2 separate regions of the Anser cygnoides genome follow, and region 2 is linked to region 1. Evidence: chromatin contacts called from public Hi-C data. All regions are on one chromosome and are shown on one strand. Each heading gives the region's core, a stretch centred on a gene start, on an enhancer-like site or on the middle of the called end of the contact. The rest is flanking DNA. Distances are from core to core; before and after follow the strand shown.

What was found. Hi-C and Micro-C count contacts between places; a contact is called where the count stands out from the background.
Region 2: a Hi-C map of liver shows a contact between it and region 1, with 2.0 times the contacts expected there. The contact joins the promoter of ANTXR2 here to the promoter of PAQR3 in region 1. A contact is called at or near these places in 2 of 7 Hi-C or Micro-C datasets (granulosa cells and liver).

The regions. Positions count from the first base shown.
Region 1 is chr4:30,967,502-30,970,494 of Taihu_goose_T2T_genome, forward strand. It overlaps PAQR3 (progestin and adipoQ receptor family member 3), which reads right to left and starts at 1,464. Exons shown (of 7, transcript XM_066996590.1): 1 at 1,138-1,464; 2 at 890-1,052; 3 at 1-52. The coding sequence starts at 1,322. LOC106041884 (a long non-coding RNA gene) reads left to right here and starts at 1,523. Exons shown (of 10, transcript XR_010831395.1): 1 at 1,523-1,725; 2 at 1,820-1,898.
Region 2 is chr4:31,371,747-31,374,739 of Taihu_goose_T2T_genome, forward strand. ANTXR2 (ANTXR cell adhesion molecule 2) reads right to left here and starts at 1,377. Exons shown (of 17, transcript XM_048074492.2): 1 at 983-1,377; 2 at 329-400. The coding sequence starts at 1,137. It overlaps LOC136790794 (a long non-coding RNA gene), which reads left to right and starts at 1,365. Exons shown (of 3, transcript XR_010831386.1): 1 at 1,365-1,504; 2 at 1,893-2,993.

The sequences.
Region 1 (2,993 bases), core at 214-2,713:
CCGAACGATGGCAACAGAAGAGATGATATCCCACTGAACAAAGCATACAGACCTATACACATGTTGAAACACGGACACATTAATTTCTTGGTAACTTACAGGGATTACAGCAAGCTTCAACTCTGAAGCTTAGAGCAGAAAATCACTTGTTACTTGTTTTGCAGTACTACTTTGTGCAGGCAATCATGATATCTGCCAGTAGTCAATGGAAAATAACCCAACCTTCTCTAGCGGCCTGAAGAAATAAAAAACTTTGCAAGACTTGATAACCATGGGCTGCACAGCAAACAAAATAAGGGTACAGTGGCCTAGAGCACGAGGCCAAAAAGGTTCTAGTACACACGGAAGCAGGGTCGTACACACTTTTTTTACGGGTAGTGTCTTCTAATAGAGCTTCGGCAGTCAAATCATGATGCGAAGTGCTATCACTGGTGCTGAGTACAGATTTAATCTGAAGCACACAAGCTCTTGCTCATCTTGGGTAAAAGATTAGAATAAAAACCCTGCTGTGATTCCAGACTGGCATCAAAATATGGCTGCTGTTTTCAGCAGAAACTGAAGCCAGCTGCAGGCATGCTAGTGAATGTGGACCCCACACCCAACAGAAGCTGTGCAGTACAGCCTTGGCTGTTCTTTGCAGATTTTGTTATAGGCTGACCCATGCTCAGCCCTCCTGACTTGATTCTTACATTCAAGAAGTCAAAATCAACTCCACCACGGAGCTTGCTGGTTACCTTCACAAAGAATGGAATTTAAAGCACGGCAGGCCTGAGCTCGGCCTGTCCTGCTCCGGGCCGGCTCCAGCCCTACGCAGAAGGACCATCAGAGGCCCCGCAGCGCTCCCGCTGTGGACGCGGGCACCATTAATTTGGCTCCCGGGCCGCGCTACCTGGAAGCAGAAGAGGCAGACGAAGCAGATGACGAAGTCCTCTCGGGAGGCACCTGCCGCCGGCAGGACGGCCACCAGGTCGTAGACACCCAGAGCGAAGAATAGTAGGAAGCCGAGCAGGTGGCTCCAGATGTTGACGGTCTCGTTGGAGAGGATGAAGAGGCTGCGGGGAAGAAGAAGAGCAGGGCTCGGGCCGGGATGGCAGCCCGGGGGCCCGACCCACCGCCACGGCGGCCTCCCCCGCTCACCTCTTGAGGCAGAGGCGGGCGGGCAGGTAGGCGCGGTAGCCGTCGGTGATGTAGGGGTTGTCCTTCAGGAACACGGGGATCTGCTCGTACGTGTACAGGCGAATGTCGCGGGGCACCATTATGGGCCAGTACTGGTAGCCGCCCAGCTCGATGTAGTGCGAGCTCCGCAGCAGCTTCTGCTGCATCTCGCCCGCCCCGCCGCCGCCGCCGCATCGGCCCGCGCCCCGCAGGCCTGTCGCGACGATCGCGACCGCCGCCCGCCCGGCGCCTCAGCCCCGCTCCCCTCAGCCGGGGCCCGGCTGGCGGCGGCCGTAACCCGCCCGCCTCAGCGGCGCGAGGCGATGACGTAGCGCGGGGCGGCCGCCGGGGGTGGCCGTTGGGCCCCGTCAGGGGGGTTCTGGGGGGCGGTATGGCGCTGCTGTCGTGAGGGGGGTCGTAAAAGAAAGGGCGCTTATCGCTGAGAAGCTTAGGCAAAAACGCTTTAAAATCAAACGTTTTTTAAAGAGGGGTCCAAAGTTAGCAAATAAGCAGGAAATGTGGGCTCAAAGCAGGCAGCGTAGAGCTCGGAGTGCTGAGAAGGGGTGGCTGGTGAGAGCCTCGCCCCCTGCAAGAGGAACCTCTGGTTACTTCATACAACGATTATATACCATTAACGTCTTCTTTTTCTCCTGTTTACTCTCAGTATAAAATATTAGGACTGAAGAAGACTCTTCCAGAGGATTTGCTTTACCAATTTTTATTTAAAAAAACAGCTACTGAGGGTAAGAGAGAGAGTGCTGTCTGTAGGTTTGTGCCCGTTGCACCATGCCAATAAGCACACAGAGTCAGTAGTTTTATTTTTTTATTTTATCCAAAAATAGCATTAGTAGGTGTTAACTGGACCCCTATCCTCGTATCTGTCTCTGAAGTTAAAAACAATTGTCCTGAGTGGTGCTCCTTGTTCACTGAGCTGTTCCTCCCTTCTGGTAATGCACCATGCTATATTTTTCAAAGGTCTTTTCTCTTGTTTAAACCAAATGTGGACATATTTCACTGAGGTGCTGTGACAAGAACAGAGCATTTTCCCATGGCAGAGAGATTTGTATGGTGAAGTAAAAGACCCAGGATGAGGGGCATTTGAAATCTGAGAATGACCGTAAAGACCAGGTGTTTGAGTCCCAGAAATAGCCTGATAACCAGCTGTGATGCGTAACCCAGAAACTTCCATGTTACACCACTTGTTTATACCAGTTAAGTTCATTCTGGTCAACAACAGCTCTTGAATATTTCAAGCTATTATTCAATTTGATTTCTGCACATGAATGCTCTGAAATTCTGTTCCTCCTACCTCTGCAGAGCTGCTGACAGTTCCTCGTGCCTTTTCCCTCCTCTTTAGCTGGTCTGAATGCTGGGTACGTTTTTCTCCTGTATGTACTGCAGGACTTTGCAGAGGTACCCCGAGGAAGCATGTTCATATCAGTAACTCAGCAGCCTTAGCTTTAATTTTCTTGTGTTCACCTTTCTGGGACATCTCAGAAGCACACCTTTAAATAGCTCTTTCCTCTTTGTTTCTGTCTTCTTTTCCATATGGCTTCTCTCCTTCACGTTTTACCCTAGCTGGATATTAAAGTAATAATATTAAATTCTTTAAGAATGCGCAGACAAAGCACATTCGGAAGGATCCCTAGGCATAGTTGTGACTGGAGGAGAGAGACAGGGAAAGCTCACGTGGCTATGTTTAGGATGGAGCACGGGATATCCCTTCTGTAGGCAGCAGAGTCATACTAAGTACACAGGGAAGTCCAGTGTAAGAAAACACCTGGCAGAGAGAAGTGCTAAGTTGGCTGATACTCAGGAGATGGCTCGGTGACTCTCAT
Region 2 (2,993 bases), core at 127-2,626, 400 kb after region 1:
TGTATGAGAAGTATCTCCCTGTGGTTCTGGGAAAAATATGTATGAGAAGTATTTCCCTGTGGTTCAGGGAAAAATAAGGGCGGAAAAAGAGGAATTCACCCCTAAAAGTACTTTGAGAGTCTTAAGTGTTTAAAGATGCTTACTATCGCCTTTTTACTGAGTTCCAAACATGAGAAAATTAAGGGAAAGTTTCCAATATTTTCTCGCAATCAGGGCATTAGAAGCCAAACTCTTAACATGTTTGTGAGAGGGATTTACCGAGCTTACAAAAACGTGGGCTTTCTCAAGCTATCCCAGAATTAGAGACACTGCAAGGAACAAAACGCACCTCACAAATCTTTCCGTCAGTTGATGCACGAAATCAAATATCTCGTGCCAGTTCTGTGCTACGCTCCCAGACCTGGAAAGAAAACCAGAAGCGTGTGAGTCGTAGGCCTGAGTTACGGAAAGGGGGGGGGAGGAAGGGGGCATTTCCAGCGAGATCCAGCCCCCCCAGGACTGTTTGCTCCCCTCAGGACCCCCCGGAGGTTCCCGGGGGCGGTTCTGGGGCCGTTTCCCGGCGGGGCAGCGAGCAGCAGCCGAGCCCGGCCGCCGCAAACTTCCCCGCCACAAACACCGCCGGCAGCTGCCGCGGGGGAGGGGCGGCAGCTGCCCAAAAAACGGCCACCGCCGGCACTATTTTACTCAGAAAACGCCTTTTTACCTCACAAAAACAAAAATTAAAAAAAATAAAAATAAAAAACACAACGCTGCCCACTCGCCGCTGCGGCGACCGTTAGCCCGGTGCGGCGGCCGTTGAGCGCGGTGCGGGGACCGTTAGCACGATGAGGCGAGCCCCGTGTGGGGACCGTTAGCCCCGTGTGGGGACCGTTAGTCCGGCCGGGGCGGCGAGCCCCGTGTGGGGGCGGTTAGCCCGGTGAGGCGACCGTTAGCCCCGCGTGGCGGCCGTTCGCCGCCCCCTCAGCCCCCGCGCAGCCCTTACTTGTCCAGCACGAAGTACATGTCGAAGGCGCCGTGGCACGACGGCTGCTCCGGGACCGGGGCGGCAGCGGCGGGCGGCAGCGGGAGCAGCAGCAGCAGCAGCAGCGGCGGCAACGAGAGCGGCGGAGGCGGCGTTGGCAGAGCGGGCCCCGCCATGGGGCCTCGGGGCGGCGGCGAGGGGACGCGGGGGCCCGGCGCGGCCGTGCTGCCGCTCAGCGGGCGCGGGCGCTGCTCGAGTGGCCGCCCCTCGCCCGCCGCCGCCGCTCGCCCGGCCCGGCCCGGCCCGGCCCTTCCCCGCTCGTCAGCGGCGGCGCCTGAGGCGGGGGCCGGGGCCGGGCGGGCTCGGCCCGCCTCCCTCACCGCCCCCCCCCGGCCCCGTTGGCCACCCGCAGCCCCGACCAGGGCGACCCGGCTCCGCCACAGGCGCCTCCCCGCCTGACGGGGTGCCAGCCCGGCTCGGCCGTGCCGTGCCCTCCCCTCAGCCGCTGCCCTGCCTGGGTTTTCGTCCCGCCGGCTTTCTGAGGCAAGTTTGAGAGCCGCCGAGAGCCGAGCGAGGCGATTGCGACACGCCACGGGGCTTGGAGTCCCCGCGGGCGGTGCAAACTCAGAAGCGAGGCACAGCCGGGGCGCCCCGAGCCTGGCGTGCTGCCCGCCGACAGCCCCCTGAACGCTGGGACCGCAGCCTGTGCGAGCCTGCCGCCCTCTGAGCAGACTGAACCACCAGCCTCCTCACGTTGCGTCTTTTTAAACTATTGTTATTATTTTTAGATCACTACTTCCCTTTGTAGGCACTCATCCTAGCGTTCTTTGCCAGTTCAAAGACCACTCAAGTTCTTTTTTTCCCCCGAATCAACCAAAGGCTGTTCCAAGTCGTGTTACATCCGTGCGCGTTAACCATTTTCTCGTTTCAGAAACCAGCTCCGATAGACCCAAACTGTTGCTCTGGGACTGCGCACGTGGTAACCACCAAACTGCACCGCTTCACAATAGACTTTGCCATGCTAAATATAGAGCAAGCATTTGGTTTGAAGCATAAGCTGGATCCTTCGCAGTGAACATGAGGCACTGTAGAAAGCGTCACTTTATGCTGCAAGAATATTATCTCTTCAGAGTTTGCCATCTGGGGCCTCAGGTTTTCGCAGGAAGTTCAAATATGCTTTATAATCTTAAAATATTATCTGAAGGATAAAAAGATGCGTGAATTTTCTCTGATGAAAAATTCTAGCCACGAGCTGCATAGACCAAATTATCTCCCAAGTTAAAAATAAATGTCTAGCCTCTAGTTCTTTGTTTCCTGTACGGAGTTTTTGCCACAAGCACTATGTGATGAGTGATTGACAGGATTTCAAATAAAGTTGGTTATTCTTTTGTTCACCATTTTGTTTTAACAGCATCTGATACGAGCGGCTTTAATTTCCAGTGGGCTGCATTCACAGCTATGATGCAGGGAAGCTGAAGGTGCGGGGCTCTCCAGCGCCAGAGAACTCAGGAGACTTCAGGTTTAGGGCTAGGCTGGGCATTCTTCCTCACCATGCATTAAGCTACATTTTTCTAGCCAAGTAATATGTCCTAGAGCTCTCAGATTTACCAAAAATGTGTCTCCTGCCATGATATCAATCATGGGAGCAATAAATCAGTAAGGTTGTCCAACTGTGGCAAGATAAAACATGGGTCAGAGGTACCCAATGCCTTACAAGAAAATACAAATTTCCTTCAGAATTGGACAGTCTCCTGAAACAAATGGCTTGTGGTGGCACTGGCCACAGGGTGAGCGGTTTACCAAGACAAAAATCCCCCATACATTACCTTTTTCTTTCCCATCCTCTGCCAAATGAATTATTCAGGAATCAATATGAGTTTGTGACTGGCAGTAAGCTGTCACGTCATCGTGGCTTTTATTAAGTTAATGTTTTATGGGGTTGCAGGAGGCCTGGTACGCAGGGAACACAGATGGGACAGGGGGGAATTAACCTCTTCAGACGTGTAAGAGGGGTGCTGCAGCCAAGTGCGCC